2 separate regions of the Mus musculus genome follow, and region 2 is linked to region 1. A link is a contact called in public Hi-C data. All regions are on one chromosome and are shown on one strand. The core of a region is the stretch at or near the end of the contact, and the rest is flanking DNA. Distances in the headings are between cores, read along the strand shown. Region 1 has its middle 26 kb from the start of Slc30a1. Region 2 has its middle 12 kb from the start of Rd3.

Region 1 (6,205 bases), core at 2,567-5,066:
GGCAGACCGGTGTGCAAGTCAAACATCTGTAAATAATAAAGCATAAGAGCTTTATCTTCAGATAATTCTTTGCTGTAGACATGTTTACCTTTGCACACGTGCTTGTGAGGGCGTTGTGTGTGACTGTGGAGCCCAGACTCTGTGTTAACTGTCATGTCACCCAGGGGGACAGGGAATGAGCCCCCTGACAAACTGTCTCCCAGGACTCATTCTGTGGTCATAGAGCAGTTGCCTTAAAAACACTGTCTTAATGTCTGATTACAGTCCGTTTTGGCAGTCCTGTCCAGTTAGTTCAGCCTTCCTTGAGAGAACTGTGTTTATCTGATGTCTGTGAAGAGAGCAAATAAGTATTCTCTTATCAATGTGTACTGGTAGGATTGGTGCCAAAAGAACAAAGAAGGCCGTTTGGAAACTATGAAGTCCTATCACAGGGCCTCACGTAGGCCAGGCTGGCTTCAAATTCTCCATGTAGCCAAGGATGACCTGACATTCACGATTCTCCTGAGTGCTAAGCTGTGTGTGTGTGGGGGGGGGGGTGCCTGTGCCCAGTTTTATGTGGTCCTGCGGGTTGAACCCAGGGTGTCTTGAATGTTAGGCAAGAACTCAGACAACCAAGGTACAACTTAGACCCCTAGTTTACAGAATCCTAACTTGGTAGCCTAAAGACAATTTTCTTTCCCCTCTCCTCCCTTCCCTTTTCTCCTCTTCCCGCATCCCTCCCTTTAATTTTTTGATGTTTATTTACTTATTTTTTCTTTACTTGTGTGTGTGTGTATGTATGTTTCTTGAACTTGGGTTGCTAGACCTAGTAGTAAGCTCTTTTACCCACTGAGTTATTTTGCTGGATAAATTCTTCCTTTTCAAAGGAAAAGGAAAAGGAAGGGCAGACACTTAGCTGTTGTGAATTTTTGGCCCATTGTGGGCATTATCTAGGGAGTCAGGTTCTCACCCACTGCACCCTCCCTCTGAGGGGGAGGATGGGGGATGGGGAGGTAGAGGGGATGTGTGGAAGATGGGGAGTGTTTTCAGAGCAGAGGCTGCTACTTCTTCCTCTTGGAAAAGTTTTTTTTCAAAGTCAACATGGATTTGGAAGCCTGGGATATCCCTGCAAATCCGATAAAAAAAAGAATGCAACTAGGGACCTGGTCAGTGGTGGCAGCTGGAAAGTGGGCAGAGGTTTAATTTCCAGTGACCACATCTGGACAGCCCAGATAGCCATACTCTGAGCAGAGATAGTGTGCTCACTGTGTAAACAGGACTTCAAGACCACACTACAGCCGATGGCTGGCCCGCTCACCGTACAGTGCTGACTGGAGGGGCAGACTGGAATGTTCTGGAAATAGTGGAAATTAATTGAATTCTCTAAGGATTGATCATAAAAGCGTATTTGTTTCAGTCTTCCATTTTTTAGAAGTTTTAGTTTAAATCTTGCCTAGTATATAGAATGGCCCTGTTCAATGGTCCTACATATACGTTCACGGTTCTAGTAGCCTCTCAGCGCCATTGTGAGCCGTAAAGTGGGACTGTAGAGTCATGCCTTATCATTTCTTCCAGCCTCCTGTGAGAGCTCTGTAAGCTTTGTCAGACTGAGGTGAGGACAGCTGTGAAGGGCAGGAAGGTGCTGGCGGCCTTAGCAGTACAGCCAGATTCAGGGAGGGTCTTAGAGCTCAGCACAATGGCTGGTGCTGAGGATGCATTTGCCCTCATCTTTATCTGTATAAGGTAGCTGGCATGGAGCCTAGGTTCCTTGAATGTGCTGAATCTACTACAGAGACTCTGAGGTTTCCAAACATTGCAAATTTAGGTTCATTTAAAGTCATTATGCTTTGAGAAATCCTCACTATCAACCAATCTTCAAAGATGTCCGCCCCCTCAATCTGTAGGGCAGTGGTCCTGTTCTCTGGCTTCCTGCTTGGCTGTGCCCCCAGTCCCAACAGACATGCCACAGCACGTGCTGCTTGCCCAGCTCTGCAGATTCCTCAGTGAAACGTGGCTGCTACAAAGGCATAAAATCAAAACACCACTGCAACTAGTAGGGACAGAGGTCAGCCAGGTGGGATGCTACAGAGAGGGCTCCTGTGAACGCCTTCTTCACTTAAGGTCTGCTCAGCTTATAACACCTCCAACTCAGTGGGGATACAGAGTTTGAAGTAATCTCTCTGTCTGTCTGTGTCTGTGTCTCTGCCTCTCTCTCTCTCTCTCTCTCTGTCTTTCTGTTGCTGTCTCTATGTATTGCTTTCTGTCTTTCTGTCTCTATCTCAGTTTCTCTGACTTTCTGTGTGTTTCTGTGTCTCTCTCTGTGCCTGTCTCTGTCTGTCTCTCTCTTTCTCTCTCCTTCCTCTCCCCCGCCCCCTTTATCAGTGTCTTATCATGTAGTCCCATTGGGCTTGGACCCTGGGTCCTTCTATCTAAGCTTTCCAAGTGTAAGGATGAGGGCTGTGCCCCACCAGGCTGTTTGGATATGGTGGCATACAATCCGTGGAAATTCCTGATTTCCTGGTGGTCTCTGAGAGCCATTTCCTCTTGAGAAGGAGCCTGGGATATGGGCAGAAGCCCCACACATTCCCCCAGGTCAGAAACCTTGGCATCACCTTTGAATGCTCCCCACTCCCCTGCCATCTTCTCCTTGTCTGACAGTATGCTGAGTTCTGTCACTTCTCTCAGAGCATTTCCCACCCCTCTCTTCTGCCTTGCTTGCTCCAGTTCGTGAATGCAACGCTCACCACCTCCCTCCCACTGGCTTGCCAGGAATCCCTTGGCTTTCACATCTGTGGTCAGACTAATCTTCCTGAAACACCATCTGAAAGCGTTCACTTCCAGATCAAAAACCTCCAGCACCACCGGGCTGCCCACAGAATCAAGCCCAGCCCCATGGCTGGTTACCCAACACTGCCCCCGATAGTAATTACCCACGATAACGAGAACTTCCTAGCCCTGTGCTGGGGGATGAACTCATCTGCCCCAACCACAGGAGTGGGGCTACAATGGCTTATGCCCACCAATGTAGCTCTATTGCCCTGACTCCTGAGAACAGGTTCAGGAAAGTCACTGAGTCAGGTCCCAGACAGCCAGTGCCTCCCCGGAAGATGACATGTGTCCCCAGCATGAATTGTGGGCCTCCTGCCAACCAAGCTGGGGCACAGAGGCCATTCTCCTCCTGGGCATGAACTAGGAGGCTGATAGTCCAAGGGCCACTGGCAACCATTGAGATTCTCAAAGCAATTTCCCTAAAAATAACTTTCTGAAGTGGGGCATGGGGGCACATGTCCTTAATCCCAGCACTCAGGAGGCAGAGGCAGGTAGATCTCTTGTGAGTTCCAGACCAGCCTGGTCTCCAGAGGAGTTCCAGGACAGGCAAGATGACAAAGAGAAACCTTGTCTTGAAAAACAAAACAACAACAACAAAAACAAACTACCAAAACCCCCCAAATTTCTGAAAGCCAGTTTCTGAGTCAAGTATAAATTACAAGCCAGCCCTTTGACTGTCTTGAGGAATATTTCTTAGAGAATTTTTTGGCTAATACTGATCATCTGGCAGCTTCGTTGAGAGTTAGGAAGATGGATGAAATCAGAGGAAGCCTTCCTTGGAAGGAGACTGGAAAGAAATGAGGTACTTGACTTTGAACTCTGCATTGCCTTTCCCTGAAGCTGGCCACACCTACTGGCAACTCCCAAACATGGCCGCAGAATCGGCCGTTCCTGTCTGTGTGACCCTGTTGGGTTTTCTGTCACCTGCAGCTGAAAGCAGCCAGACTTCCACAGTCTGTGTTATCTCTGAAGATGTCCACTCTCTCCCACCTAATCCTTGAGTTGGTGTTGGCCCACACACTTGTCACCATGACACAGCAGCTTTCCCAGGCTCTGCAGGGCCTGTGTGCCCCTGGTGTTCTGGAAGATGCTGTCCTTTCTTAACCAGCCCTCCAGAGTCTATTCCCTCTGTCATCCTGCTTCCTGGGCCACTGAAGGCCACCAGGAAGGGAAGTTGTCTACAATGACTCCTTCCAGGCTCTGCTCAGAAACCTTCGATCTAATCTCTTCACCTTCGGATGGAGAACCGCCAAGGCAAAGCATTTCTTGGAGGGGGAGGAGGCTGCAAGGCTGTTTTCTGTAGACAGTCAGGTCATGAGGGCTCTGACCTAATGCATGCCAGATCATTGATGGTGGCATCATAGGGAGGTGGTGAGAGCTAGGAGGTGGGGCTCTACTAAAGGGATAGAGTGAGGGATTGTCCTTGGGGGTCACTGTTTGCCTGGTGCTTTCTTATAATTCCCTTTCTCCCTCTGCTTCTTCAAAAGGGAAGAACAAGAGCCGGGCGTGGTGGCGCACACCTTTAGTCCCAGCACTCCGGAGGCAGAGGCATGCAGATTTCTGAGTTGGAGGCCAGCCTGGTCTACAAAGTGAGTTCCAGGACAACCAGGGCTATACAGAGAAACCCTGTCTCAAAAAAAAAAAAAAAAAAAAAAAAAAAAAAGAGGGAAGAACAGTGCCACGCGCTCACCTCCCACAGAGTTCTAACTAAATGCCTGAGATCAAGCACCTGACAGAACTCCCTGAAACTGGGAGCCAAAATACCTCCTTCCTCCTTTCAGCGTCACAGGCATGTGGTTACAGCAGTGCGAAGTGGCTGATACACCCCCTTATGCTGCTCTCTGCTGCCTCACTGCTCTGCTCTCATCACCGCAGAGCTGTGGGCTCAATCTGCAGCCCCCCACCCACACCCCGCATGCCCACTTCTTCATGAAGACCTCTTTACAGTGTCTGCCTGGCTTGCTGTCCAGTGCAGACTTCCTAGGGGCAATGTTGAAGGAACTGTTTCTCTTTTCTCTTATCAGATCTAGTCTGAGGTCAGGCAAATGCACTGTGGAGGGGTGGGGTGTGGAGTCCCTGCAGGCTAATCCCAGACCTGGCTGGGGGAGGAGAGGCTAGAAAACTAGAATTGGGCTCTGACAAGATAAGCTGGCCTTTGAGGACACTGTCTCCCCACTCCTGGCAGCCTTGTCACAAGCCCCACTTGTACACTACCATCTAAGCTACGTGAGATCTTGGTTATTGTCTGAGAACTCAGATATTTGCTTCTTGTCATCCAGACTGTAAATGTCCCCAACAGCTGATGGAGGACCCTAACTATCTAGAAAAAGGACAGCCCCAGGTATCCACAGGTGCTACGCAAGGTGCTCCCCTCAGCACGAAACTGCCGCCCCGTCCCTCCTCACATCAGCACCCCTTACAGGACACCGAAGCCACTTCACAAGGCTGGCCCCAGAGTAATGACTCAAACCCAGTCAACATGACTCCAGAGTCTGTCCTATTTGTGGAGACTGCTGTAGATGTCACACTGTAAAGGAAACCACTCGCTCTCCTTGTGTTGGAAGTTTCCCTCTGTTCAGTTCATTCTGGACAAGAAAGCTTTTTGGCCTGTAGCCACTTTTCCACAGTTCGAAAATGAATGCCAGACAAATACCAAAGGAACCCAAGATAATCCCTTTTCAAACTCATACCTCCCTCCTGACTGAAGCTCGCTCATCCATCAGCACCCACCCCCAACCCGTATTTCTCTGGCACAGCTTTGCCTAAATGTTCATTCACAAGATGGCTCTTCTAGGCATTGCTAGATAGTGTGCAGTCTGCAGTGCCAGCCAGAAAACCACTTCAACTGCTTCTCTCTTCAAGGGCCAGGGAAGGGACAGCCAAGCCTAGCTTTCCCCTGAATGATGCCAGGGATCCTGACACTGGCCATAGAGCAGCCATTAACCTCTGTTCCTACCTGACAGGTCCCCAGTGACACCAGCCAGAGCTGTGATACCCTCTCCCCTTCAATTCCCCGGGTTGTCCTAGGGTGCGACTGCCCCCACCAGTCTTCTCCTGAGGCACAGGGGCCACTCTGAACTGGAGAGCTGAGAGGAGCACTGGAGTTACCTCATGCCAGCCAGTCCTCTCTCTTCTTACCCCCCATCCCCACAGGCCAAGGTCTGGGAATGGCCCTGAATTTCTTCCCCACACCCTCCTGGCTACAGGAAGCCTTCTTCTCCCCTCAGAGTCTTCTGCACCCTGCCTGGGAGTTGCTGGGGAAATGGAAAGAGCCGGCAACAGAAGAGGAAGCAGAGATTCAGCTGATGATGCCTAATAGTGGAAGGCATGTCTCAGGCTGGAAAAACCAACCAGGGAGCCCCCACCCCCACCCCCCACCCCAGTGAGGCAATGGGAA
Region 2 (5,885 bases), core at 2,934-5,433, 84 kb before region 1:
AAATGGTTACCCTCAAGTCTGCAAAATGCAATAACAACTAACATCTTCAGATAACAGGGGATGGCTTCAGGTGTGGTATGAGCAGCTGGTGGTGGTCTTACCAACTCCTCCCTCTGTCCCTTGAGATGATGCTGTCTTCCATTTCACTTAACAGGGACTACAATCACTGAGAATTCTGGTACTATGATTATTTTTAAAGAGGTAGTTGAGCCGGGTGTGGTGGTGCACGCCTTTAATCCCAGCACTCGGGAGGCAGAGGCAGGTGGATTTCTGAGTTCGAGGCCAGCCTGGTCTACAGAGTGAGTTCCAGGACAGCTGGGTCTACACAGAGAAACCCTGTCTCAAAAACAACAAAACAAAACAAAGCAAGCAGTTGTCTTTTTGGACCAGCTAAGAATAAGAACAATTGTTTCCCTTTCTCTTTTATACAAGTCCTTGTCAGGAGCTAGTTTTTTGATGCGTGCCAACATGGAATCCTCTGAGCATAATTCAGCTATTACCACTTTTTAAAATATGAGTGTTCTATCTGCATGTACACCTGCATTATAGAAGAGGGCATCAGATCCCTGTATAGATGGTTGTGAGCCACCATGTGGGTGATGAGAATTGAACTCAGGACCTCTGGAAGAGCACCCTGTGCTTTTCACGGCTAAGCAGTCTCTCCAGCCCCATTATTAGCATCTTAATCAGAGGACATGTAATTCCTAGAAGCAACGAGATGAGGGTTGAGTCTCCTCACTGAAGAAGACGTGGGAGTATCATCAGACCTCCATCTGAAGGTCCAGCCACTAGTTTCCTGTGGCACCTGCCTCCCAGAGGTCCCAGTGGTCTCAGGGGTGCTAGAGTGCAGAGTATTAGTTAAGGAGGGACCGCCACCATACAGCTTTGGAGAAGTCCTCACCTATGCTGAGGTCACACCACACTTCTGAAGGTTCAGTGAATTACTGGTTTGCTGAGCCAGACGCTGTAGCCACTGCTGTGCTTGTAGTTACTGTAGCTGGCATTTATTCATGGCTCCCAGGAAAAGTGAAGGCATCACTCATTTTCCTTCTTGCCGATAAACTTGTGTTATCATTTTATACCCAGTAGATCTGTTTTGTTTTTGAGACAGGGTTTCTCTGTGTAGCCCTGGCTATCCAGGAACTCATTCTGTAAACCAGGCTGGCCTCAAACTCAGAAATCCACCTGCCTCTGCCTCTGCCTACCAAGTGCTGGGATTAAAGGCGTGCACCACCACTGCCCTACCCAGTAGATCTGATTAGCACATTCTAGCCTCTTATGTGCTTATCTATAAACTTTTATTTAGCGTTCATGTCTGCTGACTAGTGCTGCTCCATATAAATGCTAAATGGATGGACGTTTGCTCTTTTCAATACTTAACTATTTCACTTTAGTTGTTTTTCTTGACATCTGACTAGAACTCATCATTCTTAAATAATCAGATATTTTCTTTCTCTGGTTACTGTCAAAATCTCATTGTCTTTAGTATGCTGACATCTGATCTGGGAGATATCCATCCTGCCGGCTGCTCCCTAGATTTCCTGTGTCCAGGGGCAATCAAGGAGAAGGTGCTAAGGTGCTTCTGCTAGCCAAGGCTAGTCAATGGAGTTGCATGCACACACACACACGCACACACACACACACACACACACACACACACACACACGACTATGAAAACTGGACAGAGTGAGACAGAAACCCACATAGTTGGTTGGCTTGGACAACTTTTTTTTTGTCTTTTGCATATTTTTTTCAAGAATTACAATAAAATAATCAAACAAACAAAAGAACAAAAACAAAGGTAAGTCTGGTATATAGATAAATAAAAGCAAGAAGGAAGACATCAACAAAATGAAGAAAATAATCTGGGGTAGTTAAACAATTCTAAATCAAACATCTGAATGCAATCAAGATGCTAAGATTTGGAGGTTGGCAGAGATATGATCTACTTTAAAAAACTATTTTTGACTCAAAATACTGAGTTAAAATTGCTTTATATAAATGACAACTTTTTTTGTCTTTTGCATATTTATTTTCAAGAATTACAATAAAATAATCAAACAAACAAAAGAACAAAAACAAAGGTAAGTCTGGTATATAGATAAATAAAAGCAAGAAGGAAGGCATCAAGTAAAGTTGTTCTGGTAAAACCTCAGTTCTAGCAAGATATTTATTTATTGATATTTTGCTTGCATAAAAAGACTTTTTTGAAAAAGTTGATAAAATTATTACATAGCATGTTCATGTAAGCATTAAAGAAAGCATTTCAGGGGAAAAAATATAGACCTCCTCCAGTAGGGAAGACTCCATACACTTCTACACACTTCCTTCTTGTCTCAACCTTCAATTCAGTGCTGATCACTGATTTATTAAGTGAATTATACAAATACTAGTGAATTGCTACAGATATGTAATACTTGAGATGTATTTCTTCTTTTCTTTTTTACTAGATGTTTTCTTTATTTACATTTCTTTTTAATTAGGTATTTTCCTCAATTACATTTCCAATGCTATCCCAAAAGTCCCCCATACCCCCTCCCCCACTCCCCTACCCACCCATTCTCACTTTTTGGCCCTGGCGTTCCCCTGTACTAGGGCATATAAAGTTTGCATGTCCAATGGGCCTCTCTTTCCAATGATGGCCGACTAGGCTGTCTTTTGATACATATGCAGCTAGAGACAAGAGCTCCCGGGTACTGGTTAGTTCATATTGTTGTTCCTCCTATAGGGTTGCAGACCCCTTTAGCTCCTGGGATACTTTCTCTAGCTCCTCCATTGGGGGCCCTGTGATCCATCCAATAGCTGACTGTGAGCATCCACTTGAAACTGAAGAAGAACGAAGACCAAAGTGTGGACACTTTGCCCCTTCTTAGAATTGGGAGCAAAACACCCATGGAAGGAGTTACAGAGACAAAGTTTGGAGCTGAGACAAAAGGATGGACCATCTAGAGACTGCCATATCCAGGGATCCATCCCATAATCAGCCTCCAAACGATGACACCGTTGCATACACTAGCAAGAGTTTGCTGAAAGGACCCTGATATAGCTGTCTCTTGTGAGACTATGCCGGGGCCTAGCAAACACATAAGTGGATGCTCACAATCAGCTATTGGATGGCTTGGACAACTTTTGAGGCGTCTGGACATCATCAGATTTCCAGAGACTGCCCAGAGTTATGCCAGCAGGTCGAGAGTTCCAGGTAGGCTATAGACTGTCTTGCCTTGACCTTCAGAGGGAGAAGAGCTAAGAGAAGCAGAGTTTGCAGAGCGGCTCATGACAGTGGTTCTTAAAACTGAAAACAGATTTCTGGGCTCCACCAAAAAAAATAAGACAAACAAACCAGAGGATCGTAGTTTGGACTTGCGTCTTGTCAGCTAATTGCGAACAACAGCGACATCTTGTGGTGATGACGGAAAGGAGCCTTGCAGAGCTCACCAACCTCGCCACCAAACCAGGATGTTACTGGACCACGCAATGCCACTTGTAGGGCCAGAGATAAGTCCCTAGGCTCATTCGCTTCCCTAGGGGTATTAGGTTCTGCAAGTCATATTTACGCTAGGGAAATGGAAGTCCAGTGTAGAGAGTTTCTGATTTGTTTCAGACTACCCATATTCATTAGTTCCTCGGGGGCTGTTACTTCAACCCAGTGCCCAGTGACTACCTTCCATCTGAAGCAGCATTTGACCTAACACCCACGATGCTTTGTCATCCATCCTCAGCAAGACAGACGGAGATATAGGGCTAGTGATGGGGTACCTTGTGAGCTGTGGAGAGGGGAGAGTGATCCCACAGGCCCACCCAGGGCTACCTGGTGCATTACACTCAGACAACCATGAAACCAGTAGTTCAGGGTGACTCTCTGGACAACCTGAGCCTGTGTCTGAGCCCTTAGTTTGAATCCTGGCTATGCCTAAGCTCTCTAGCATTTGTGAATCCCACAAAGAGTCAGCAGCCTCTTAGGTGTGGAGAGGTTGAGCATAGGAAAGTTCTCGGCTCAGGCCCCTCTAAGTCCCAGAGACTTGTGCCTGGGGCACAAACAGGAGCAGATGTGCAGCAAGACTCCAGGACAACTGGCTCCCTCTGGAACAAGATATTAATGATTAACAACTGGGTTAAGGGGGCCTGAAGAGGGAGGTGAGCCCGGGGGAGGGGCGAGGACAGCAGATCCCCACCCCCAGGCCCTGCAGCTGGACTTGGTGCTGAGTCACCTTGCTGCAGGACTCACTGAGTTCAGGCCCTGGAGCACCTCTGCTCTTTTCAGCTGTTCACGGGCAGCAGGGGGCGCACTCTGGACCTTGGAGCCTCAGGCCAGGGAGGGCGGATGCCTTCAGGCAGCTCAGAGAAGGAGAGGGGAGAGGGCCTGAAGGGAAGAAGGAAGGGAGGGAGAAGGGAGAGAATACAGTTTTCTAAAGGCCCTGTTAGGTTAATCAGGAAGTCAATGTCAGTAAAAGAGGCATGTGACAGATTTAAAGTGTCCAGATTGAAACATCCGAGTAACCCAGCCCTGCTTCAGAACTAGTGGGGCTAGGCCCTCCTCTATCCTGACCACAACAGTAGCTTCAGAAACAGGGGACAAGGACAAGTAACCACGGGGGGGGGGGGGGGGGTAAGGGGTAGGAGTGGGAGGGGCAGCAGTGGTGCAGGAGCCAGAAGCACATGGGGTGGAGGTTCCCATTGCACTGGACAACATAGCTGTAAATGATGCTAACATCAGCTATCTGGGGTGCCCAAAAGGTGAGTACTGTGTTCAAAATAGGAAACTCATTTATTAAGCCATTGATTCATTTATTAATTCAACAACTATTAAGAACTTGCCCAGAATATAATGACCTGTCTCCTCTGTGACAACAAGAACATCAAGACAAATCCAGTTAGAACCCTGGGCACTACCAATCATACACACAAACTTTCTTAAACTCCAGCCCTGCTGTAAGGAGGAAAAGGATGGCAGCCTGGAGATCTGTGTCAGGTGGGGGAAGAATTGGGGAGGCACAGAAGAGGAGAGGCTGGTTTGCCTGTGGGTCTCATCAGGCTCTGTAACCTCACCGCTGAGCCCAGTGTTTCCCAGGAGCTCTGGGAATCGAAAGCTGGGTGACTCACCAGCCCCTGAGCCTCTGAGTGTTGCCTGCTCTCTCTGTTTCCCTGACCTGCCTTCTTCCTACAAGCAGACGAGTTGGTTTAGAAATGGAAGCACTTGGGAAATCACCCTGGAGATCCAACCAGAACCAGTTTCCTTCCTGATTCAGGCCCAGGCATCTATGCACCCTGATCTTCCACAGAGACTTAGCCTGGAGAATTGATGCCAACCTGCCCTGAGGGTGGCTTCCAGGCAGAGAGGGCTAATGTGAGGAGCCTCACTCCTGAGAGTCATGAAGTGGATCGGGCTGAGTGGTTAATACAGCAAGAGTATAGAAGGCAGAGCAGGGAGAACAGTACAGAGAAAGGAGGTCTGGGAGAAGCCTAACCCTGAGTAGAGTGGTTACTGGGCCAACCTCCTGGACAAAAACTGACATGCCAGCCTTATGCCCTTCAAGAGAGACTGGGTCATGGCATGTTATATACCAGGTTGCCCTTAGGAAGTTTCAAAGACACAAGCTCCAGATCCTCTCTCCACCTCACACCTGGTGTGAGAGTCTCCTACCAGCAGCCATGAACCAGCCGACTGGAGGCCTCAGGGCCCCAGGGCCTACCTTACTTTCTGAGTGGCTAGCTGAGGCCTCAGCTCTACAGAGCTTGATCCCTTCTGTACACTGTGTTTAGAGACACTCAAGGACAGTTTCCCATGTACTTAGGCAGGTGTCATTGTCCAGACACTTCGTGGAACCAGAATCTTTCCTTCTGGAGAGAACATGGCTGCAGAGAGCCATTGCTCATCACTGTGATAA

What was found. A called contact is a pair of places that touch in the nucleus more often than the background predicts.
Region 2: a Hi-C map of the N1E-115 cell line shows a contact between it and region 1, with 6 times the contacts expected there. The contact joins two enhancer-like sites. A contact is called at or near these places in 5 of 39 promoter capture datasets (the 3T3-L1 cell line, 3T3-L1-derived adipocytes, the HPC-7 cell line and 2 more), 2 of 484 Hi-C or Micro-C datasets (the N1E-115 cell line and embryonic stem cells), 3 of 115 datasets of contacts at active chromatin or transcription factors (the HPC-7 cell line, double positive thymocytes and embryonic stem cells) and 2 of 9 other capture datasets (adipose tissue and pancreatic islet).

The regions. Positions count from the first base shown.
Region 1 is chr1:191,878,037-191,884,241 of GRCm38.p6, reverse strand. No RefSeq gene overlaps it. Among named protein-coding and RNA genes, the nearest start is that of Slc30a1, 26 kb to the left of the region's middle. Within about 2 kb of position 3,816, at least 45 of the 459 cell types and tissues checked have an H3K27ac peak or open chromatin away from gene starts, as enhancers often do. A contact at or near this core is called in the HPC-7 cell line, the N1E-115 cell line and liver, where this site is marked.
Region 2 is chr1:191,962,794-191,968,678 of GRCm38.p6, reverse strand. It overlaps a transcript of Rd3 not described here. Among named protein-coding and RNA genes, the nearest start is that of Rd3, 12 kb to the left of the region's middle. Within about 2 kb of position 4,183, at least 89 of the 459 cell types and tissues checked have an H3K27ac peak or open chromatin away from gene starts, as enhancers often do. A contact at or near this core is called in the HPC-7 cell line, the N1E-115 cell line and liver, where this site is marked.